Linked DNA regions of Mus musculus: all the other regions are linked to region 1. Evidence: chromatin contacts called from public Micro-C and promoter capture Hi-C data. All regions are on one chromosome and are shown on one strand. Each heading gives the region's core, a stretch centred on a gene start, on an enhancer-like site or on the middle of the called end of the contact. The rest is flanking DNA. Distances are from core to core; before and after follow the strand shown. Region 1 holds the start of Eri3 (exoribonuclease 3). Region 2 holds the start of Atp6v0b (ATPase, H+ transporting, lysosomal V0 subunit B). Region 3 overlaps Armh1 (armadillo-like helical domain containing 1). Region 4 holds the start of Slc6a9 (solute carrier family 6 (neurotransmitter transporter, glycine), member 9).

Region 1 (5,988 bases), core at 1,152-3,651:
TGTGAGATCTGGCACTCCATTAACTACTGGAATGATGGGGACTACCTTTTTCCTTTTCCCTGTTTCTCTCTCTCAACCTTCTCTGCTGTCTTCTCCCCCCTCTTCTTCTTCCTCCTCTTCCTCTTCCTCCTCCTCTTCTCCTTCTTTTTGGTTTTTCGAGATAGGGTTTCTCTGTGTGTGCTGGCTGTCCTGGAACTTTCCCTATAGACCAGGCTGGCCTGGAATTTAGAGATCATCCTACTTCTGCCTCCCAGGTGCTGGGATGAAAGACATTCACCACCACACCCAGCTTTTTCTCTCTATTTTTAATGTGATCATTCGATATATCCTTTCTGGAATAGGATCTGCTGAGAGAAACTATTTTCTTTGCTACCCTGGCCAACTGGGTAACACCCTGCCTTGTATATTCACCCCCTCCTTTCCAGCCTCACGTTCTTCTTCCCTGGGCTTAGGCTTCCCAGTTAAGTCTAAGTCTATAACCGTAGTCATTGGATCTGCTCTATTTTCTAGGGTCAGCTGCCGCTGCCTTCTCCTCCTCCTCCTCTTCCTCCTTTCCCTCCTTGTCCTCTTCCTTCTTCTTCTAAGTGTATGTGGGTGTTTTGCTTGCATGGATGTCTGTGCGCCACTTGTATGCAGTGCCTGAGGAAGCCTGAAGAGTGCATTAAATCCCCTAAAACCAGAGTTATAGATGGTTGTGAGCTGCCATGTGGGTGCTGGGAATCAAACTCAGGTCTTCTAGGATAGTCCTAGAATACAGATTCTTTTTTTTTTTTAAGACTTATTTATTATATGTAAGTACACTGTATCTGTCTTCAGACACCCCAGAGGAGGGCATCAGATCTCATTATGGACAGTTGTGAGCCACCATGTGGTTGCTGGGATTTGAACTCAGGACCTTTGGAAGAGCAGTCAGTGCTCTTAACCGCTGAGCCATCTCTCTAGCCCATTGTTTTACTTTTTATATTATCTTTTCATTGCCCATCCCTTCCATTTCCTTTCCTATAGAAAAGCTCCTTGAGGATATGGATTTTATATGTCTTACCATGAAACCATCAGCAACAGACAGTGCCCAATTCTGAAGTATAAACACGCATTGACGAATGGGCCAATCCAGGTTAATGTTTATGTAACGATAAGAAGAAGAAGCTCCAGTTTTAGTTCCAAGATTTGGGGACAGGCAATCGTGGCTCTCCTTTTCTCAGTTGGGGTGAGTGATATCTGTCTCTGTTGCAGTTTACTCCTTCATTTGTCAGAAACACATTATTGCATAGCTGCTCTATGACTGACACCATACTGGGTATAAGCCATGCAGCATGAACAATATGGAAATGAATAGCTATCTTAAACGAGTTTCAATTCCTGGGAGAGAGATGGCAGGGAGACAATTGTAAAGTGCTGTGCTCAGTTCTGTAGGTTCACAGTAGAACCATCTAACCCATTATGTGCATGAGATTAAAGAAGGCATTCTCTGATATGGGGATTACAGGCATTTCCAGCTCAGGCAGGAACCATTATATTAAGATCTCAGAGGTGGCAGGGTCCAGAACTGATATTAGCTGTCTTAAAGGAAAATAGCAGGTGGCAGACAGAGGAGCTTGGTAACTGAAGATGGCTCCTAAGATGGATCTGACTGAGAGGCTGTCAAAATCACCAGTGGCTTAAGACTGATGCTTCCCATTTCATAACGTGGATTCCCAGAGAAGCACAGCTAAGATGGAGACACTCACCCATCGCTTTAGGTGAAGTTCTCCCCAGCTGCCTGGAGAGACTGACTGTGAAAGACCCACTACAGCTATGGCCAGAAACCTTGTTAACCCTGACAGTTCCTCTGAGGGCCTCAACAAGCCAGAAGCTTCCTCCTCAGAAAGGCCCTTCAGAAATCTCAGCATTTTCTTTTTAGCTGAATTCGCCTCCCTTCTTTCCAGATTTCCCTCAGGCCCGCATCAGAAAGTAGATAACGATTACTTGTTGACAATGAATCACAGAAAAGTGTCGCCTAAAGAGAATGTCTCCTAAGCCCATACTCACCGAATGCCTACAGTCAAGGTGGGGAAAATAAGTAGAGCATCTGGGTCATTTTAGGCCTGACGAAGATTTCGGGTTATTTTATTATTATCATTTATTTATTTTTTAAGAAAACCCCTTTCACTGTTTAGAAGTGACCCTCCCTTTCTCTTTTGAATACGTGGCTCCTCTAAACTACAAGTCCCACAAGGCCCAGAGCCAACGGTCACCATCTTGACACACCTTAACGCGCATGTCGGCGGGAGAGAGAGCGTTTGGAGAGAAGAAGCCCCGCCTTACTCCAGCTCATTGGCCAAAGGCGCTAGCAGCGGGCTCAGCGGTTGGCTACCACGCCCGCCCGTCCACCGCGTCGGTCGGGGTCAGAGTGCGCGGAGGTGAGTCGGTGTGTTGTGGACTCGTGGTGCTGGCTGCCGCTGTTGAGGCTGCCTGGAACGGGCTGTGGGAAGCGGGCGGAGCTGGCCCTGCTTCTGCCTGGCCAGCGCCGCAGGCGGCGCGGGCCGTGCCCGCTGCCGTCAACTGCCCGGAGCGTCTGCTGAGGCCGAGGGAGACGCCGGGGCCTGCACCTGGAGAGAGCCTGCCGTGCTGGCCCGGAGGAGGGGGCGTTGCCATGGCGACAGCCTCTCCGGCAGCTGACGGGGGGCGGGGGCGGCCCTGGGAAGGAGGGCTGGTCTCCTGGCCCCCTGCCCCTCCCCTTACGCTTCCCTGGACCTGGATGGGCCCGAGCTGGGGGCAACACCCTGGGGTGGGTGAGATTGAGAGGGCCCCCAGCTTGGGCCCTGGTTAATGCATGCGGGGTGTGGGTCGTGGCGCGCACACTTAAGGAGCCTGGGATTCTGGCCTGGTGCTCACCCTGGATGTTAGAACTCTGGGCGAAGGGATAGCTGGGGAGGGCGGTGGGGGAGCTCGGCTTTGCGAGAGAGACTGGGTGAGTTGATGAAAGGGCCTGGTTTGAGATTTCTGGAGAAGGAGAGAGGTTTGACCAGATAAAGTAGAAGATTAAGGAATTATTTATAGACTACCCCCTCCGCATCTTGGCACAGGCACACATGCTAGCACTTTACTTCCTTGTAAGTCACAAGCTGTGGGTAATAATGGTGGACAGAGGTGGACAGAGTGGAGAAAGAGCCTTAACCCAGGTAGCTTTTTGTATGTCTTTATTGCAAGTGGTCCAGCAACAGGTGTCTTCTTAAAACAAAGAAAGCATGACTTGGGTTGAGTTCTTGTGAAATGTCAGCTGCTCGACGTTGGCCTGGAAGATGCTGGGTATGGGGCCCCTCATCTGGAGATACAGAGCTTGCCCCTCAGGCTGGATTTCGCAATGACTGGGGCCAATAATTGTCTCTGACCATTTTTGTGGCTTGCATTTGCTAGTGCATTTCATTGGTTTCCCAGCCCAAGGGCAGCAAAACATGAATCCCATTGGCCAAAGACTAAGCTATTTAACTGTAGTAGATTGTGATTGGCCGAATGATTTTTGACTGTAGAGTTTGTACCAGAAAACTGGCTTCATCAAATTCAGCTTTATTCTGACTTTATCATACACAGTATACCTTGTTTTAGTGGGCTCGGTCTTGGACCTTAAGTATATTATACTTGAATCGCCCACCATTTAAAAGCCAATTTATAACAGTGACTTGGAGTGTGACTCCACTAATGTATGCCTGTGATCTTGGTTAGAAACCCACTTGGCTGCCTGTCGGCAGGTGCTGCCTGGGGGAAGGGAGCTGCCGGGAAGTGATTGATAAGGTTTCCTTTATGGATTCTGTGGTGCTTCACTGGAGCTCAGAGCACTTTGGCAACTTAAGCACTCCAAATTAAAAGCTCATTAACAATTCCTGCCCAAAGATCCTGTAAATAATCAGCCAGTTAGGTCCTGGAGCTTGGCTAAGAGCTCTCCCTTCAACTTGAAATATCTAAATCAAAGGGGTTGTTATTGCATTTTATTTTGAAAAGTTTACTCCCTGGTGGCATAAACTGGAGAGTGCCCTGTTCCCAGGGGATCAGGATAGAATAAAGTCTTAAGTGTGTGGAGTGGTAGACAGGATTATGGTTCCAATTGTAGATGTTTGCGCAGAGACTTCACTAGCTTACAAGATCATGTCTGTGATTTCTGATCCTTTAGCATATCTGAATGAGGTGATGACGAGGGTAGATATGCCTTGATGGCCCTGGTGTGTAGCCCTGGCTGGCTTCTGCACATGCTGCCTGTGATTGGCTCTCATGTTGTCTTGATTTGGCTTTGATTAGCTTGATTTTTTTTTTTTTTTTAGAAGTTGAGGCAGACTTGGAAGTATTTTGCCTGCATGTATGTCTGTGTAAGAGTGTCAGATCCCATGGAACTAGAGTTACAGACAGCTGTGAGCTGCCATGTGGGTGCTGGGAATTGAATCCAGGTCCTTTGAAGAGCAGCCAGTGCTCTCAGTCTCTGAGCCATCTCTCCAGCTGAGAAGTATTTTGAACATGTTTCCCAGTGTATGTTTCCATTCTTGTTACTGCCTATAGGTTTGTAACAATGAACCCTTCTCTTCAGTCCTGGCTCAGCCCCAGTTCCTGAGTTCTGAATATTGCAAGCCTTGTGTCTTTTTCTGATAGGATTCTGAAATTATCCAGTGAACCACCACCTCATGACTATCATTCTTAGTCGAGGCTCACATATTATGAATATTTGATAATTCTAGAAGATAAACTTCCTTAACGAGGCTCACATATTATGAATATTTGGTATTTCTAGAAGATAAACTTCCTTAAGGAGAACACTATACTAGAAACATGAAGTCTATAATTCATATACAAGCTTGAGCACACATGCATGAATGTAATATTAGTTAATAGCATCTGAAAGGTCTGTGGGACCGTTTTCTTTCCGCAGTAATAGCTAAATCCCAAAGTTTGAGTTTATGAGTCTAGGAGTGACCACCAGTGAGAATTTAAATCTTGAGTTGAAATATACCTGTTGCAGAAATGTGTGTCTGTCCACAGCATTGGGGCTTTCCAGCTCTCACAGACCCTTCAGCATCTCCAGCTGCCAGTCTTGGCATCTTCGAAGTAAGGAGAGGTGAGAATCCTGTTGCATGATCACATTTGGTGTCTGACTGGTTGGATTTGGTGGGAATGGGATGAGGACTGGTGTAGAGTGTATTTTTCTGTAGCTTCTGGTATGGTAGGTAGAGTATGCTCAAACTTAGTGAAACAAATTGGCTAAAATCTTTAGAGTAAGAGTTAGAGAAGATGAGTGATCTAGACTCTCCAGTTTGGTCATGAGATTTTCTTTTTCTTTTTCTTTTTTTTTTTTTAGCTCCTCAGTACTGGGGAATGAACCCAGGACTTTGCAACACATTAGGCAAGCATGCCAGTACTGAACAATGTTCTTTCTTTTTTTTATTTGGTTTTTCGAGACAGGGTTTCTCTGTGTAGCCCTGGCTGTCCTGGAACTCACTCTGTAGACCAGGCTGGCCTCGAACTCAGAGATCTGCCTGCCTCTGCCTTCCAAGTGCTGGGATTAAAGGCGCCACCACGCCTGGCCTGAACAATGTTCTTAAGTCTCTCTCTCTTTTTTTTTTCTTCTCACGTATATTTGACCTTAACTAAAATGACCAGACTGGCTTCAGACTTGGCAGCCCCCCTGTTTCATGCTCTACCTAGTGACTGAGATTATAAGCATGGACTACCATGCCCAGCCATGGTTTTTTTAATAGACACCTCATGAGTGAGTTCCTTGCCTTGAGGGTTATGGAGTAGGGCTGGAATGGCCCTATATTCTGAGAAATACTCATCTTAATTCAACAATAAGACCACCTCTCATGTGACTCTTGTGACATATTTGACCAAAACCTTTCAGATTTGGTTTTGAGTTATGTGTCACCCTTGAGTGAATGATTGGTCCCCACCTACTTCCACCTGAACTGACTAAAAGGTGGGCTTTTGATGATTGGTATCCAGGGATTTGGAAGTTGTTTGTTCAAT
Region 2 (5,988 bases), core at 1,626-4,125, 340 kb after region 1:
GTCTGGACTGCAATGCCTCCAGAGTCAACAGGCAGCAAGAGGTGAGTGCAGGGGAGACCCTGAACACCAAGCCCCAGAAAGGCTGAGGGACACAGCTCCAGCTGTCCCAGGAAAACCAGCAATAAATAACAGTAGGGCACGGCCCCACCCATACAGGTCATCTAGTCACCCATCTTCACTCTGGAGGTCTGCAAAGGAAAAACAGGACAAATCAGGCAGGGACAGTGACCAGTGACAAGACCAGAACCAGCAGGCCAGTGGGTGGACAGACGGACAGACACACTATGACAGACAAACAGACATGGACAGTAACAAAGGAGCTCAGCTGTACAACAGAGAAGACAAGTCCCATGGACAGTGTTAGTGTCGCCAAGAGTCAGCCCAGTCAAGCACCCAAGTCACAAACTCACACACTGGAAAATATGAATTTAGACATGCTAGTCTACTGACAAGTGTGTCATACATACAGAACACAGACCCTGAGAGACAGAAACTCCACAAAGACATTTTCAGAGGCAGCCGAGGAAAGAGATGCTAATGGAGAGACTTAGGAAAGATGCGTGCATCTAGAGCAGGAGACAAAGGGGGACCAAGAGATGGGAAGGGGAAAAAAGGGAGGCACTTCTGTTCCTCTCTAGGGGGACTCGCACCTGAAGGATTGCAACAATGACCCCAAAGAGGCCAATGGCACTGCCAAAGATCTCCACGATGAGAATTTTTACAAAGAGGCTGGGGTTCTGTGCATCCGCCAGGGCGGCCCCACTGCCCACGATGCCCACGCAGACTCCACAGAACAGGTTGGACAGACCGACTGTGAGGCCAGCCCCAAACATGGAGTAACCTGGAGGATAAGAAGTAGCTCGTGAGGTGGAGGCAAGCAGGAGAGGAATGGTCCAGTGTGGGCTAGCAGGGCCAGTCCCACCCCAACTCTGCAGAGCTGAGACTCTCAGCTATGGAGCCAGGAAGCAGGAGTAAGTGTGTAAGGCCCAGGTGTGTACGTGTGGTAGAAGCAAGTGTGTAAGGCCCAGGCGTGTATGTGTGGTAGGGTGTCTGTCTCACTATGTCATTATGTAGTGCTGGCTGGCCTCTTAACTCACTTGGTGCTACCCCCGTCCCAGGACTGGGGTTAAAGGCCCAGAGCACCATGCCGAGTGAGCTCTATGTTACCCACTTACCTGCATGGTAGTTTCGATGGCCAATGGCCTTGGGCTCCGTAGCACTGAAAGGCTGTGAGGGGCAGAATAAGTCCTCAGAAGGCATTCCTTAATGCACCTACCTTTTCTTCCCTCCGATCTTTAGGGAAAGCATAGGCATTTCAATGGATACCCGTCCCCGCTGGTTTTCCCTTACCTCAGCCATGTTGCTGATGACAATTGCCATGATGATGCCATAGATGGCCACCGCTTCACAGAAGATAATACTGGCAACAGTGATGGTAAATGGTGGGGGAGGGGGAGGGAAACTCTTTAAGAAGGAAATCAGCCATTTCTGCAGAAAATCCCCAGCCAACTTTCCCTGACTCACATACACGCTACGATGAGACGGGTCACAAGCCAGCATGTCACCCGACCCCCATCGCAGCTAGTTTTGACATGCAGAAGCCTTTACACTTACCTAACCAAGTTCTTGGTTTTGATTCTGGGGGCTTTCACCCCACCCCCAATAATGGATGAGCCGGTTATATAGATTCCCCTGGTGAAGGGTAAGAAACTGATTAAAGGAGCCCAAGGAGTTGCTGTCCCCAGGATGATTAAGAACCCAGTGATGATTCCACCTGCCACGACTTGGCACCTCCCACTCGTCCCGCCACTCCAACACTCACCAGGCTGCTCCAACCACAGACAGAGAAATTGCTAGGCCAATGCCCAGATTCGACCACATGAAGGGGGAAGTTTCCGTCAGGAACCTGGTGTGGAAACAGGGAAGAAAGCTATTGAGCTATGGACAGGAAAGGGCAGGAGTGGGGAGGCCACACAAAACTCAGTGTCCACCCAGCTCCAGCCCACCAGTCCCAGACGTTGCATCTCTAGATTTTCTATTTCCCAAAGGTCCGTGTGTCTGAAGAGCTGGGCTGGGGCTCAGACCAAAGCAGGGAGAAGAGGCTCCTAGGAGAATCCTCTCCATGCCCTCCCTTACCATGCCACATCAAAGCGAAAGCCCAGGTCAAAGATGGTGTAGCAGATTCCTGAAGCAATGAGGAAAGGAGTTAAAGGGTTGCTCTTTCGAGACACAGTCCCCAACCTAGGAAAAAAAAAAAACTGCCCAACTGTCAAACTGTCAGCCACCTACATCTAGACAAGCGAAGAGTCCCGGAGCGAAACAGCACCTCCACCCAGGCCTCCATTTTTTTTTTTTTTTCGGCCACTCCCTAGGTAACCCGTCTTAATGACACCAAGCCCCTTCACGGGCCGGAGGGAACGGGCGCTGCGTCCAGGCCGCGCCAGATCCTGCCGGCCCAATCGCTGTTTACCCAACAAGCTGTGAATGGGTGGGGGAGGGCAAGGAGGAAAAAGGGGAAGCGGGGCGCCCAAATATGCGGCTCGCGGAGAGGAGGTCAGGAACCTGGCGTCGCGACCCTGGAATAGCCGGTGTGACTCTCGCAGCCCAGGGCCGGCCTCCTCCGTCGCGGGAGGGCACCGCGCGGGGCCGGCTCCGGCTGCCACCTGCCCCCCGCCCCAACCAGCAGGCCACCTTGGGCCGCCTGGGCCCCGCTCACCCACAACGACCATGCAGGCCCAGAAGGCCACAAAGATCCCGAGGTAGAGCAACTCCAGCCCCGTCATGGCAGCGGCGACGGCAGGGGTCGGATCGGTGGGACCTGAGCTAAACCGCGTCCACCGTCCGCCCCGCAGTCTGTCGGCCCGCCCCGCAGCGCCACCTGACCGGCGCACGTGATGCGCCGACCCCACGTGACCCCCGCGCACAGTGGCTGGCTGCCTGAGGCCGGGCCCTGGTAGACGTCATGCCGCGGAGCACTGTGGTGGTTGTAGTTTCGTCGGACGTTCTCCGTGACAGGTACTGGCTCTCCACCTGCGCTGCTGGTTCCCTAACTTCCCACCGGACTCCCAGTTTACTCACCAATCACTGCAGATCCTTCCGGTCTGTTCTAGTCCTGCCTAGTTCCTTCTGCTTGAAGCAGGATTTCGCGGTGCCTAGCTAATGCCTGCTGTTCATCGGAGGTCATTCTAGGTTGTCTTTTCCAACCCAGAGGTAGGGTGGAATGCCAGACGCGAACGCCCACGATGTCCAGGTGATCTTATAAGGCCATGCCATTCTCCTGTTCAAATTCCCTGTGGATCCTATTTCACTCGCGACAGAATGATCCATAGGATCCTAAAGTATGCAAAGCAGGCACTGTAACAGAGCTAAGCTCCAGGTCCCTAATAGACTACCCACCCTATCAGACGCAGCCCGCCCTTGCATCTGCCCCTCTCTCTTGCTTCCAGACTTTGCTCTCCTTCAAGCCCTTCCTTACCCATTCTGTTTAATATTCCAACCCCAATCTCCCTTTAACCAGTCCCCTTTCTTTTCCAGATTTGTGTTTTCCCATAATTGTTATCCCTTGATATAATTTTCCTCTGGTTCTTATCTCTGGTTGATATAGTACATTTTGTTTCTGACCACTCTCCCTAGGGGGCCGAAGCACCATGGTTCATGTTGGACTCACTACTGTTTCTAGCGCCTGACATACAGGGGAGTTCTCATAACATGCACACAGAATACATGATGGATGCTCATTTTAACCCAGTCCCCATGTCAGTTACAGCTCTGCCTTTACCATTAGCCTGTGTACTACATGATCTGGATGGTGCCAATATAAGATTCTTTTGCTAATGTGGACAATAAGTAAATTTTGTTTTCTTCTGGGATCCAATACACAAACACACACACACACTGGGAAACCCTAGGACCAACTCTCTGGTTTTTGTTTTGTTTTTTGAGACAGGATTTCTCTGTATAGCCCTAGCTGTCCTGGAACTCACTTTGTAGACCAGGTTGGCCTCGAACTCAGAAATGTGCCTGCCTCTGCCTCCCAAGTGCTGAGATTAAAGGCGTGCACCACCACTGCCCGGCCCATAAAACCAACTCTCTACCAAGGACAAGCACTCTATCAAGATATACCCCAACAACTCTACTTTGATTGAAGCACCCACCATGTTGACTGAGTCTTTGTTTAGGCCCAAATGTTCGTTTCACTCTGTTTATTCTGAATATTTTTTCTCTATAAGATCCAGCTTAAGACTCCTCTGTCTGGGTTGCCTCTTGAGTCCCCTTCAGGAGCCTGCTATGAGAGCCAGCTGCACCTGGGGCTCCCTTCACACAATTATATTTCGTGGGGTTATTATTTCCTCCCAAGCACATTTTGAGGACAGTAATCTGGTTAAATATAACTCACATATCCACCCACAGGATCTGTGTAGAACAGAGCTTTAGTGAATAAAGAGAAACAGGAGAAAAAGTATTCCGTTTATTTCAGTGTCTTTGTTGTCCCCAAGAAACAAGTCTAACTAAGTCAATGTAGCCCAACAAAGTCCTGAAAGCAGCCACATAAGTGCTTGAAATGTAATTAGTGTAATGGACAAATACTTTTTCATCCACTTTAAATGGCAAAAGTCATGTGTCCAGTGAATATTGTCTTGGACAGTGCAGGTTTAGACCAGAGGCTCTCAATGAGGAGTAGTTACATGACATCTGCCAACCTGTAGAGATAATCTGGGTTATCCTAGCTCAGTTGGGGAGGAAGGGAGGTGTTTCTGTTTCTGTCAGCTGAACCTATACATCCTTCTCTATATAGAGTAGCCTCTGCATTAAAGAATTACTCTGCCCAAACTGTCAACAGTGCTGAGGGAGGTGGAAGAACTCTGGTCTGGATCATCCAACTTCTGCCCCTGACCAAGGGCAGAACTCCTGCACACCAGGAACTGGGATGAGCCCTGGGACCCCTCCCTGCACAGGCTATAAGCTGGACAGCTCCACAGAGAGAGCTACCTACACTCCCTGTGTCTAGGCATCAAGTGTCCCTGTGACAGGACGAGACGTTGGTCAGGGAGAACAGGTCCCGGCAGACTTATCACTCTGGCTCTGGCCTCCCAAGGTATCAGCTGCTCCCCTCATCCTCGTAGGCGATGGCGATACCTCGTCTTCCTCTGACGGCTTCTTTCACTGGTGTCTGGCCCAAGCGTGGCTCCAGCCCCTGCCAGTTCCGAGAACTAAGGAATGAAGCTGCAGAGGGAAAGAAGATAAGCTGTGTGGGCTGGACCTGGGCAAAACTCTAGCGGGGGCAGCTGCTTGCATGTTTACCTGCAGGGCTGCTCTCCGCCAGCTCCAGTTGGGGCCTCGGAATTAAGGCCGAACATCTAGTGTCATCTGATGACTTCCAAGGAGGTGGTGGTCGGAGCTCCCCAGAAATGAGTGACACATCTGGGGTATCCCACAACTCTGACTCAGGTGGAGGGAGTGGCACATGGAAGGGAGAACCTGACGTAGAAGGAGAAAAGAAAGCTATCCCGGTTTTTTCAACTCCAACCCCAACTTTCAAACCCAGATGCGGCCTTGCCACTCACCAGGCAACAGCTCTGCATAATGTGTGAGGTGGGGAGCCAGGCCTGGCGGGGGCCAGGCAGGGTTGCAGGCAGCCTCCAATTCACATGGCGTCAATACAGGCCGAAAGAAGCCACCCGAAGGCTGGGGGGCTAGTGCCCCCAGGGGACAGGCTAACAGCACAAAGACGTCCATCTCAGGGAAGTTGGCAAGCTTGGCGGGTGTGGGCTTCCCCACGGCTAACACATAGCTACGTTTTCCAGCAGCTTCCGTCAGTTTCCGCAAGTGTGCCAGTGCCTCACGGTGTCGAGCCACACCTAATGTGCCTGCCAGCAGCCCAACCACACGGGCATCTCTGGCCCTCTCTATGAGATACAGTCTTCGTGCTCTTAGTCTCCCAGCCTTGGCACCCTGGTCTTGTGTCTGTCCTGTATCTGGACAACAGGA
Region 3 (5,988 bases), core at 2,274-4,773, 330 kb before region 1:
GTGGATCAGGTCCTTTATCAGCTCGATGGCTGGAGGAGGAGAGAGATGCTGGGGAGGCCCTGTGTCCTTCCAAACCTACCATACCTTTTACCCTGCTGCCTCTGTCACCTCTCCTAGTACCTTCTGCTGCTCAGTACTGGTAAGACCTTATGGGGGAGGTTACCCATCCTTCCTGCCATTCTGGAGCCCATGATTAAATACAAGAGTAGGAGTCAGAGGGAAGGAAGGGGATGCCTAGCCCATCAAGAAAGTCCCGGAGGTCAGAGCTGCGGATCTGAGGCCCACAGAAAAGAGCTGCCTTTAGCTTGAAGGGCTTCAGGTTTGATTAGAGGAAGAAAGGGCTGGGTTAGAACAGATTACATTTACCTTTTAAAAATCTGATCCCTAGGGATCAAACACTCAGGGCCTCCTACATTCTAGGCAAGCATTTAGCTACATCCTCAGAAGTAGCTAGGAAAGGTAGCCACAACATCTGCTTCCTCCACAAAATACTTCCTACAGGGAGACGCCTGCAGTCTCTGCACTCCAGATGCTGGGGCACGAGGATTTTGAATTTGAGCATGGTTTAGGCTTTAGGTAGATCAAGACCCTTTATCGCCGGGCAGTGGTGGTGCACGCCTTTAATCCCAGCATTTAGGAGGCAGAAGCAGGCGGATTTCTGAGTTTGAGGCCAGCCTGGTCTACAGAGTGAGTTCCAGGACAGCCAGAGATACACAGAGAAACCCTGTCTCGGAAAACAAAAACAAACAAAAAAAGACCCTCTATCTATCTAACTAAAGTTTTTTTTAATGAATTAACAAAACAAAATAAAACAAACAAACAAACAAACAAACAAAAAGGAGAAACACTTTTTATGCAGCTCGGGACAGTGGAACAAGTTTGTGCTCTAAGCACTTGGGAGGCTGAGGAAGTCAGAGGCAGGAGCTTTGAGTTTGAGGATAGCTCTATATAGCTAATTCCTGACAAATCTAGGCTACACAGTCAGACTCTGTCTCAGACGAACGAATGGAAACCACGACAAGACGACAGTGCTAACAGCCACCCACTGTCCTCTTGGTCCTGCCAGCCATGTCTCTGGATTGTGTGCTTCATAGAGATCCTCCAGGGTACCCTCAAAGTCAATTCTGATGCAGCCCCTGACACTTCTTGATGCTCAGAGGTGGCTCGTATTGTTGTTGCTACTGTAGTGGATGGGGGCCTAGGCTATGTAGCCCTGGCTGGACTGGGGCTTGTTATGTAGACCAGACTGACTCTGAACTCAGAGATCCTTCTGCCTCTGCCTCCCGAGTGCTGGGACAAGAGACTGCATTTGGCGTGCCCATCTGATTAGCGTTCTAACCTGGAGTCACAGATCCGAAAACACTGTACAGGGACAGGGTCCAGCCCTGGGGTGCCGCAGAGCATTTGGAGCCTCTCTGGCATCTCCCAAACTTTATGCAAACAAAACAAGAAGCTCTGAATGCTTGGCAGCCACTGTGTGCAGCGGCCAGAGTCCCAGACTCTCCAATGTTTCTTACTTGCTCTGCTGCTGGGTTGATGGGGATGCGTTTGGGTCTGAACGCTTTGACTCCTTTTATTGGATTGTGAGTCACTTTGCCAGCTAGAGCAGGATGCCACAGCGATGCCAGTGCACCCTGGGAAATATGTCTATGCCTGAGATGTGAAGAGAAGTGACTGGGTGGATGCCCAGGCTCCAAAGGAGTGTAAGAAGATATGTTTATGATAAATTCCTGGCTGGGAGCAGCAGGTTCTGCAACGTAGTCAGATATTCCAGGAGATAAATATTTACTTCTGCCAACCCACTTTAAACTGAATGCTTCATCTTCCATTGGTTATGTAACTAGAATGCTCGAAGCTCCTGGGACAAATGAAGATTTTTCTCACCCAGCCAGTTCTGTGTTTTGTGTTCGCAGCTGTCACTGGTTATACCCAAAGAGAGAGAAGCAGGGCCCTGCCTCTCTGCTGAGACATTTGCTCTCTGAGCAAGCACTTTACGGACTCATCCCCACCCCTTGGCCAACCCGGATGGGGCATGCGCTCGCTACAGGACCTGTGCTGAGGAGATAGAGGGGGCAGTGATCAGCAGATGTAAGGTGGATGCCATGGACACTTAGTTCAAGAGGAAAGAGTCATATCTCAAGTCCAGAAAGCCCACAGCCTGAAGCTGGATGAGGCAGCACGTGCCTATAAGAGCAACACTCGGGAGCTGGAGGGCCACTGCTTACTTCATATAGAGTTTGAGGCCAGTCTAAGCTGTCTAAGACTCTGTCTAAAAAAACCAAAGCAAAACAACTCACCCTTGTCTGCACCAGGATGCCTCGTGCTTTCCTGCTGATCCCTCTGAACAGATGAAGAAGTTGAGGGCAAGTGGCCTTGTTAGGGGGCCAGTGAGCAGGAAAGCTTCTACCAGGGTTAATGTTCCTGTGGCAAAAGGACCTTACAAGTGGCCAAGTAACCAAAGTTGGTGGTGGCGCACGCCTTTGACCTCTGCCTTGGGAGGCAGAGGCAGGCAGATCTCTGAGTTCAAAGTCAGCCTGGTCTACAGAGTGAGTTCCAGAACAGCCAGGGCTACATGGAGAAATCCTGTCTCGAAACAAAACAAAGGAACAAAATAAGTGGTCCAGCACTTGGATATCCCGTGTGTGCGGGAGAATAAAATATTCCATCCCAGGTGTGTGTGTGTTTGGCTTTGGCATTTTAGAATTGCTTTTTGCTACTGTTTTTTTTGTTGTTGTTGTTTTGTTTTTTTGTTTGTTTGGGTTTTTTTTGTTTTTGTTTTTGTTTTTTTGAGACAGGATCTTTCTACATAGTCCCAGATAGCCTAGAACTAACTAACTATGTAGTCCAGGCTGGCCTTGAACTCATAGAGATCCACCTGCCTCTGCCTCCTGAGTGCTGGGAATAAAGGTATGTGCCACCATGCCCAGCATCAGAGTTGGTTATCAGAGAAACTGTACGGCCTCTTGTAGATAGGAACAGGTCTGGAAGGCCGCCCTTCTCTTAAAGGGGCTGACATTATGAAGGAAATCTGTCTTAGCCAGCTCGTGGCTATGCACAGGCTTTTCTATGACGTACCCTCCTTTTTGCTTAGGGAAGATCTTTTCATGACAGAAGAGGTTGGGGTCCGACACTTGCCCAGACAGATTGCATCACAGGTGGTTTTTGACTAGGGACTTTGTGTAACCGGAAATCCTTTTGTGCCTCCTCCCAGCAACCTTCCATAAAGAGCAGCCACTTCCTTTTCCTCCATAACTGGAAGCCTGAATGCCTCTACATAAAGTTCAGTTAACCAGCACCTCCCTTCAGCCTCATACTCTGTAGGATTCTACAGAGTTTTTTTTTTCTGTTACTCTGTCTATAAATCATTTTACAGATGAAGATGATCATGCCTTGACAGCGAACAGACTAAATCTAAAGCTGGTGTACACATGCAGTCACTTCCACGGTGCCCACCCATGTCTTTGCTGCTAGAGTCTTGGGAAACCGGTTTACTGTGCACTTCTGGACGAGACTGCCACCTGCTGGCTGCACAGAGGAAGCACGCTTCAGCATAAATTTTCTTTCTTTTCTACTGGAATATCCTTGCAGGCTGTACTTGACCAGTCACATGCTCTCTGATTCCTGAGTGTTCTGCTGCCCTTTTAACTACATTCTATTCAAATACTAATGTTGAAGCACTAAAAATAGATTAACTCATACATTTTTAATTACACCGTATTCAAAGACCAATGCTGAAACACTAAAAATAGATGGATTAATTATTAGACATGGAGCCTTCACTGTTAGATCAAACTGGCCTTCATTTTGTGGCAGTCCTCCTGCTACCGCCTCCATCGTCGGCGGTTACAGACACATGCCATCATGCCCAGATAAAAATACTTTCAGAGAATTGCTTTTTAAGAGCTGAGGAGGACTGATGAGATGGTTCAGTGGACAAAGACACTTGAAACCAAGCCTCATCAACTGAGTAGGATCCCAGGGTTGCATGGTGGAAGGAGAAAAGTTCTGCTAGTTATCCCCCAACCTTGCCATCCCTGTGGCATGCACACCCCCTCCCAAATAAATAAATAAGGCAGGAGAGGCTCAGCAGTTAACACACTTTTTTTTGTTGTTGTTTTGTTTTGTTTTGTTTTTTTTTGACAGGGTTTCTCTGTGTAGCCCTGGCTGTCCTGGAACTCACTCTGTACACCAGGCTGGCCTCGAACTCAGAAATCCACCTGCCTCTGCCTCCCGAGTGCTGGGATTAAAGGCGTGGGCCACCACTGCCCGGCATTAACACACTTGTTAAGCAAGCTTGAGAACTGGAGTTCATGTCCCCAGCACCCAGGTAAACTGGGCTAGCACTGTGGCTGGGTTGCACTCTTAGCACTAGGGAACTAGAGACAGAGATCCCAGGGGCAAGCTGGTTAGCCCAGCTCATCACATTGGTGAGTTACAGGTTCAGCTAGAGACATTAACATGTAAACAGAGTGGCTAAGGAAGACCTCTGATGTCATTTTCTGACCTCCATGCACATGTGTGCGAGTGCACACACACACACACACACACACACACACACACACACACACACACAACTTTAAAGTCTAGCCAGACTCAGCTGAGAGAAGCTGAGATAAGTGGGTTGGTTAAGTGCTGGGGATCAAGGCTATCCTGGATAATGCAGCAAGAATCTGTCTCCAAAATGCAAACAAAAAATATATTATCAGTATTGTTATTGTATTTGTTTGTTTACTTATTTACTTACTTATTTGTGACAGGGTCTATCTTTATAGTCCTTGTTGTCTTGGAGCATGCTACATGGACTATGCTGTTCTAGAATTCACAGAGATCTCCTGAGTGCTGGGATTAAAGTTGTGTGCCACCAAACCCAGCTTGTTATTATTGTTATTTTTAAACAATAAAGAAAATCGATAAAGTATAAACATAAGCTATGGATGTGACATATGTGCTGATGACCCAGGAGTTATGGTGACATGTTCTCTGTCTCTCTCTCTCTCTCTGAAGTCTCCTGTAGCTAGACTATACTCAAGCTTACTATGTAGCTAAGTATGAACTTGAATTACTGATCTTACCAGTTTGTTTGTTTGAAGACAGAATCTTACTTTGTAGCTCAGGCTGGCTTTGAACTTATGACATTCATCCTGTTCATCCTGTCCCAACCTCTTGAGTGCTAGGATTACAGGTGTGAACCTATCTCAGTTATCTGCTCTCTGCTCTTCTAGGCAAGTGCGGTGGTTTGAATAGGAATGGCCCCCCAGAGACTCGTGTGTTTAAATGCTTGGGCCATATAGAGTGGCACTATGAGGAGGTGTGGCCTTGTTGGAGTCGGTGTGGTGTTGTGGGGCCAGGCTTTGAGGTTTCCTGTGCTAAAACTCCACCCAATGTGGAACACAGTCTCCTTCTGCTGCCTGTGGATCAAGATGTAGAACTCTTGGCTCCTTCCCCAGCATATTTCTGCCATGCTTCCTGCCATGATGATAATGCACTGAACTTCTGAGCCTGTAAGCCAGCCCCAATGAAATGTGAGAGTGAGAGTGGCTATGGTCATGGTGTCTCTTCACATCGATGGAAACCCAAACTAAGACAGCAAGGGTTGTTGGTTTTGTTTTTAACTTATTTTTATTCTATGAGCTTGAGTGTTTTGCCTTTTATGTATGCAACCACACCAGGTATAGTTGTGTGGTGCACGTGGGACCCAGCTTGGGTTCCCTGGAAGAGCAGCAAATGTTCTTAACTACTGAATCATCTCTCCAGCTTCCTCTTCTGAGCAGGTTTTATGGAGTACATCCAGCCTGTGCACAGAGGATGTGAACGCCCTCTAAGATCTGAGTCAAACATCACGGGCTCTAGAGGGGAAGATGCTGCCAGGTGAGGGTGAGGCGCAGCTACCTGAGGGCCAGGAAAGTGCGGAAACTGAAAACAAGTTTGTCTTGGGGTTTCTAATCTACTTAAACCCTGGATAACTGTATAATAAAACTCTTTTCTTTC
Region 4 (5,988 bases), core at 1,591-4,090, 280 kb after region 1:
CCAGAGACAGCTTTTTACCGTGGAGTGTCTCCTTCAAGCCTCTCCTTAGGACCTACTACGAGCGACTGTGGTTGTCTGAAGCTTTGTACTAATCAGATAACATACACACATCTTTTTTGCTTTGTCACTGTTAACTAGCAAAAAACCTCATAGTCAGCATGCCCAATTTCTCCAAATGCCCCTCAAGATAAAAATCTTTTTCCTCAGCCGTGCTGTGGTGGCACACACCTTTAATCCCATCACTTGGGAGGCAGAGGCAGGTGGATTTGTGAGTTCGAGGTCAACCTGGTCTACAGAGTGAGTTCCAGGACAGCCAGGGCTATACAGAGAAACCCTGTCTTGAAAAACAAACAAACAAAAAAAGAAAATCTTTTTCTTCAAACCCTGAACTTAAGCACTAGATTGCTTCTCAAATCCCAAACTTTCTAGTAATACCAATTCTGCACGCCTCCTTCTCCTCCTCAAACCTCCCTGGGCCTCAGCCCTTGGCAGACAGGTACCCTTGTATCCCTAAATCAGCTCTCCTTCACATGGGTTCCTTAGAGTGGATAAGGGACCTACTTTTCACTAGGCCATTAATAAGAGAGGTAGAAGAGAGGACTGCCAGAGGTTCAAAGCCGGCCAGGAGTACATAGCGAATTTTGTGTCATCCAGAGCTGCATACATGGTGGTTACTGTCTCAAAAACCAAACCAACCAAACCAAACCAAATCAAACCATCCCAGAAGCAAATAAACAAAAACCAACAAAACAACCTCCTCCACATAGAAAGCTCAGCATACAAGCTGTTAATCCCAGGGCTGTGGAAACAGAAGCAGGTGGATCACTGAGTTGGAGGTCAGCTTAGTCTATATAGTGAGAACAATGTCAGCCAGAACTACATAGTGAGATGCTGACTCCAGGAAAAAAGAAAGAAAAAAAGAAAGAAAAGAATTCAGGGAGCGGAGAAGGGCTGTGTGTGAGGGGGTACCAGCAGGAGGGGCTGAAATCTGGATGTAAAGAGAATAAAGAAAGAAAACTTCAAAATTCAAAATAAAGTTTTAAACATTTTCTTAGAACCATCCTAATGCCTTTTAGGTCCATCGCATCCCTATAAGTTAGATGGAAGCCCCTCCCTCAGCCCCAACCTTCCCTTTACCTGGCAGCTTCTCCCAAGAGCCTCCTGTCCATCTGTCTTGGGAAGGAGCCATTTTGGATAATCTAAAGAGGAGGCAGGCTATGAGAGACCATAAACAACTTGTAGAGGAACCCAAGTCCTGGTAGGGAAGATGAGAAGTGTTTAGATACTATCTGGTCAGATCCAGGACTTGAGCACACACACAACTACACAGCCTGCTGCAGGACCCACAGTTAGACTCCCAGAAACTTCTACATAAGCAAAGTTAAAGGCCACAGGTGGTGGTGGTGCACGCCTTTAATCCCAGCCCTTGGAGGCAGAGGCAGGCGGATTTCTGAGTGCAAGGCCAGCCTGGTCTACAAAGTTAGTTCCGGGACAGCCACCGGGACTATACAGAGAAACCCTGTCTCAAATCCCCCCCCCCAAAAAAAAAGCCCACAGGCACAACAGATTGCTTAGGTAGATCTGCGTGTGTGTCCCCTCTCTACTCTATACAAAACTCTGGTAATTAGTTCGTGGGAGACTATAAACCCCAAGCAGGCTTATAACTGCTGTGTTCACGGGCAAACTCAAAAGGGACATAAGTGCCTTCCTAGATCTGACCAAATCTCGAGAATGAACAGATTGTGAGTTCCATGACAGCAGAAAGCAGTATATAAGAAGGTAGTTCTGGGAAAGGGCTGTGGTTGAGCCGTGGGGTAGAGAGAGGCCCAACTGAAGGGAGTGTGCTGGCTGCTGTCTTTTTCAGTGATTATAAATTAATAAGGTGGCTTCTCACACCAGTTGATCTTGTGCGCGGCTTTGACATGGATGCGCCTGCTCTTTGGAGACTGGATGTCAATAAACAAGCAAGTTTCCTGGCCGGAAAATGGTGAGAACTCGGGGCACAGAGTGGAATCCGGAGCCTGCCTCTCCAGACCAGGGCCTTTTGCAGAGCACCTGCGAAGCAACAGCAGTCCTCTGGCAATCAGTATTGTCTGGTTTGATAGAGGGTTGGCAGCTTGCTCAAGGTAAGCAAATGTGGCAGCCTGTTCCATTTGCTAGGCACCACTGCCAATCTGGAGCAATGAGTTTCACGTGGGTATGCATTTCCTTAAGTCATTCTCTCCATTTTGCAGAGGAGGAAACTGAGGCTCAACAAAGCATCTTTTGGCAGATACTGCAATCCAGGCACCTGAAGTAGGTAGGCTCTGTGGCACAACTAACCAGGTAGGGCTGATCAAATCAGTGGTGGAGAATTCGGGGAGAAAGGGCTCCCCAGCCTTGCAATTCCAAGGAGTGGGCCCCAGGCTTTACTCAGCTGTGCCCACAGTCTCTAGCGGCGCTACTGCAAAGGGAACGGAATTTGCTCTTGACGTCTCTCTAGGGGGAACGCAGGCGCAGAAGGCCAGGGGCCTGGCGGGCTAACTGCAGCCCCAGCCCCCCAAAGCGCCCCAGGCCTTTTGGCTTCGTTCCAAGCCTAGCCCGAAGGGGAGGACATCTGCTTCCTCCAAGTGTCCCAACTGAAGGGCAGAGAGGCGAAGGAGAAGGGGACTCCTTTGCCGAGCCCCACTCCCAGGGGTTCGTGAGGATCAATCATCAGAAAACTAGAGCCACTTGTAATCTTATTCCCTGGTAGGAGGAGTCTGAGTAGTCGGCACGCGGGAGGGAGGAGATGGGACCAGGGCGGGGGAGGGCGGCCAGGGGAGCCGCTCAGGGAGGGGAGGGACTTGGCTAGGTTTCTCAAGCCTTCTTCACTCTCCAAACTTTCACCAAACTCTTAGCCCCCGCCTCCCCGAAACCAAAACACAACAAGCTCTGGAGGAGCGGCAGGCAACGCGGCGGGGCGGGAGGACTGGCGGCTGCAGAGAGCCTCGGGAGGCTGATGCAACTTTCCCTTTAAGAAAGCCACCTGGGCGCACCGCGGTGCGGACCCAGCACGCCTGGGCCGGGGGCAGCAGTATGGTAAGAGAGCTGGGGGAAGGGGGCTTTGCGGCCCGAGCCTAGGTCTGTCCAGCCGTCGTTCTGGGCGTTTCTGTGACTCTGGGAGGCTGAGCCCCAGGATGTGTATGGATGTGTGTGTGGTGCGTGGATGAGATAGCGTTTGCTTGCGGGTATCTGTGGCTAAGAGTGTGAGTGCTCGCACTGGGATGTCTGTCTCGCCGCGAAGGTCTGGGTAGGTGCGTGTGTCTGTGTGTCATCGTTGTCACCAAGGAACTAAAGCAGACGGGAGGGAGGGTGATTTCGGAATGGAGGGGGTGCGTTGCGTGCCGACGCCGGCTCGGTCGGAGGTGGTTGGTACGGGGCTGTGCGCGCAGCGCCGGAACCGAAGAGCGTCTTCGGTCTTTCTGGGGCGCCAGTGGGTCTGCCGCGGCCGGGAGCCGGCAGCGGGGTCTGTGCCCCGCGTGCAGCCTCTCGCCCCACCTCCTCTCCCAGCCGTGCTGGCTATCTATCTGGGCGCCGCAGCCGGCGGCCTTCCTAATCTGCCCGCCCACTCGCCCGCCGGGTGCCGGTTCCCGCGCGCCCGCGGTTCCTGGGAAGCAGCGAGGAAGAACCCCAGCGCCCTCCGGTTCTCTTTTGTCCGCGGCTCGCGTGGCTGCAGCGTTGAGAAGGGATTGCGGGGCGGAGAGTGGTTTTGGGGGACTGCTACTCTGGGGGGAAAAAATCCACGCCCTGCCACTCGAGCCTTCACTCTAGCCTTCCTTCTGGGCATGCTTGCGGCGAGTGCGGGCGGCCACAGGTGAGGCCTGGTTTCCCGCAGCTCCCGAGCGCCTGCTCCCAGCCTGTACCCCGCAGCAGGCAGCCACACACGGGCCGGAGCTGAGGCCAGCGAGCCGGGAGGGGGCTTGCCCGCAGACCCGGGAGGGGCCGAGGACGGGCGGGGGCGGGGCAAGGGGGCGGAGACCTCGGCACCCGGGTACTTTTCCACCGCGGGGGGCGGGGCGGCATCCTCCACGCCAGCTGAGAGGCGCACACGTGGTGGCTGATGTAACGCCCGCCCCCCAACACACCTTGCACACTGATTAAAGCGAACCGGTCTCGTTTCGAGGAAGTGGGCACTCCGGGCGGTGCCATGACTCCAAAAGTGACCGCGCCCCACACTGCCAGCCCGTCCCGGGCCTTCAAGTCCGGCCGGGCAGCTACTTAAAGGGGCCGCACCCCCTCTCGGGTCTGTTTTCCATAGGCCACGCCCCTCGCTAGTCACTCTTAAAGGAGCCGCGTACCCACCTAGCACTCTATGATAGCTCCCTCACAAAGCCTGTTCTACTTTTTTTCCTTTTTTTCTTGTTTTTTGGTTTTGTATTTTGAGACAGAATTTCTCTGCGTAGCCCTGGCTATCCTGAAACTTGCTCTATACACCAGGCTGGCCTTGAATTCAGAGATCTGCCTGCCTCTGCCTCCCAAGAGCTGGGTCTAAAGGTGTGTGCCACCACTGACTGGTTTCTGTTCTATTTTTTAAATGAAGCAAGTCTGAGGCTATGACTGTTAGAAAGATAAAGGATAGAGGGCAAGGAATGGGCAAAAAGAACACCTAAGATAAAGACATCTCCAGAGAGGCAAAAGGTTAGAGAGCGGGTGATAGGATTGGTTAGGGACTAGCGGAGAACATTGAGCGTGCCCAAGTGTTTCAAAGACTTCAGAGAAAACGCTCCCTTCCTCCTTATGTTCAGCGGGACTACAGTAGTATAGTTCTCAGGATATAGAAGAACCACACGTCTGCCCTGGCAGACCTCTCCAGACAGAGGGGGTGGACAGAAGCCAGCATCTTGCATATATTGCATTCTTGAAGGGTACCATGGAAGGGTCGACTGCAGAAGGAGGAGGAAGGCTTCATGAAGATAATGGCATGGGGTCTGGTTTTGATGTTGGTAGGCAATGTATTGACCAGTGAAAACTGGGGACCAGAGACCCTTACAGAGGGAACTATTGCCCGAGCAAAGGTGGGGATGCAGGAAGCCCCTGAGTTTGCAGCAAGTAGCTGGCTTGGTGCCCCAGACAGGAGACTTTATGCACACAACACTGTGCTAACATCCCTGTGGTAGTGAATAGAGACGGTGTCTCCTCCCTCCGAATTGTAAAGTACTGGAGACCTGTTGCCTCTAGTTACTAGTGAGGGCTTAGTTCATATAGACCCCTAAAATTGGTCTACCTAGGGGCTGGAAAGATGGCTCAGTGATTAGGGATGCATAAGGGGCTGGCTGGTCTTCCAGACGGCCAGGGCCTGTAGTTCCTGGCAGCAGTGTCAGGAGGCTCACTATTGCTTGTAACTTCAGCTTCAGGGAATGGGATGTCCTCTGTTGGCACTCTCCCAACCTCTATTCCACCCCCGTATTATGCATTCACACACATACATATAAATAAAAATTTTTAAAAACTGGGTGGTGGTGGCACTCAGGACTTTAATCCCAGTACTTGGGAAGCAGGGGCAAGCAGATCTCCTGGGTTGAGCTAGCCCTCAAGCAGTCAAGGCTACACAAAGAAACCCTGTCTCGAAAAAGAATTAAAAGTTTAAAAAAATAAAAACAACAACAAAAAAAAAAACTTAAAGAAAAATCTGCCTGCATACTGCCCTTGCAGGGGACACACAGGTTCCAGCAACCATGTTGTGGGACTCATAACCACCTGTAACTCCACCTCTAGTGGATCTGCTCCCTCTTCCCTGTACACACATAATCAAGAATACAGATAAATATATGCTTATAAGTTGGTCCACCTGGCTGCTTCCTGCTCACCAAGAAATCAGGAGCTTCACCGTGGGCACCTTCGTGAGGGAGCCAGAAGACCAGTACTACACTCCGTACTCCAGCCTTTGGAACCACAACAAAAGCAATGCCTTCCCTCTTTGGAGATGTGTGTGTGTGGGGGGATCATTTGACAATCCCATTTTGGGAA

What was found. Promoter capture Hi-C pulls out the DNA fragments that hold promoters and counts their contacts. A called contact is a pair of places that touch in the nucleus more often than the background predicts. Capture Hi-C pulls out chosen DNA fragments and counts their contacts.
Region 2: a contact with region 1 is called in a promoter capture Hi-C map of liver. The contact joins the promoter of Atp6v0b here to the promoter of Eri3 in region 1. A contact is called at or near these places in 3 of 39 promoter capture datasets (hematopoietic stem and progenitor cells, liver and pre-B cells), 13 of 484 Hi-C or Micro-C datasets (CD4 T cells, CD8 T cells, Sertoli cells and 5 more), 2 of 115 datasets of contacts at active chromatin or transcription factors (effector CD8 T cells and memory CD8 T cells) and 2 of 9 other capture datasets (adipose tissue and liver).
Region 3: a contact with region 1 is called in a promoter capture Hi-C map of hematopoietic stem and progenitor cells, with 2.9 times the contacts expected there. The contact joins the enhancer-like site here to the promoter of Eri3 in region 1. A contact is called at or near these places in 10 of 39 promoter capture datasets (the C10 cell line, the HPC-7 cell line, cranial neural crest and 5 more), 1 of 15 datasets of contacts at CTCF or cohesin (the NIH/3T3 cell line), 2 of 115 datasets of contacts at active chromatin or transcription factors (astrocytes and embryonic stem cells) and 2 of 9 other capture datasets (adipose tissue and liver).
Region 4: a Micro-C map of embryonic stem cells shows a contact between it and region 1, with 4 times the contacts expected there. The contact joins the promoter of Slc6a9 here to the promoter of Eri3 in region 1. A contact is called at or near these places in 2 of 39 promoter capture datasets (the C10 cell line and erythroid cells) and 3 of 484 Hi-C or Micro-C datasets (embryonic stem cells and stem cell-derived neural progenitor cells).

What each region holds. Positions count from the first base shown.
Region 1 is chr4:117,547,964-117,553,951 of GRCm38.p6, forward strand. It overlaps Eri3 (exoribonuclease 3), which reads left to right and starts at 2,402. Exons shown (of 9, transcript NM_080469.4): 1 at 2,402-2,767; 2 at 5,005-5,080. The coding sequence starts at 2,633.
Region 2 is chr4:117,884,454-117,890,441 of GRCm38.p6, forward strand. It overlaps Atp6v0b (ATPase, H+ transporting, lysosomal V0 subunit B), which reads right to left and starts at 2,876. Exons shown (of 8, transcript NM_033617.3): 1 at 2,717-2,876; 2 at 2,137-2,185; 3 at 1,823-1,906; 4 at 1,615-1,692; 5 at 1,351-1,420; 6 at 1,176-1,227; 7 at 651-841; 8 at 1-188. The coding sequence starts at 2,783. The coding sequence ends at 162. Gm12841 (predicted gene 12841) reads left to right here. Exons shown (of 4, transcript NR_168719.1): 2 at 1,300-1,435; 3 at 2,853-3,015; 4 at 3,634-3,838. It overlaps Dph2 (DPH2 homolog), which reads right to left. Exons shown (of 6, transcript NM_026344.3): 4 at 5,565-5,988; 5 at 5,302-5,478; 6 at 4,190-5,223. The coding sequence ends at 5,099.
Region 3 is chr4:117,215,533-117,221,520 of GRCm38.p6, forward strand. Armh1 (armadillo-like helical domain containing 1) reads right to left here. Exons shown (of 13, transcript NM_001145637.1): 8 at 1-29. Among named protein-coding and RNA genes, the nearest start is that of Gm23287, 7.7 kb to the left of the region's middle. Within about 2 kb of position 3,524, at least 48 of the 459 cell types and tissues checked have an H3K27ac peak or open chromatin away from gene starts, as enhancers often do. A contact at or near this core is called in the HPC-7 cell line, adipose tissue and hematopoietic stem and progenitor cells, where this site is marked.
Region 4 is chr4:117,832,418-117,838,405 of GRCm38.p6, forward strand. Slc6a9 (solute carrier family 6 (neurotransmitter transporter, glycine), member 9) reads left to right here and starts at 2,841. Exons shown (of 14, transcript NM_008135.4): 1 at 2,841-3,060.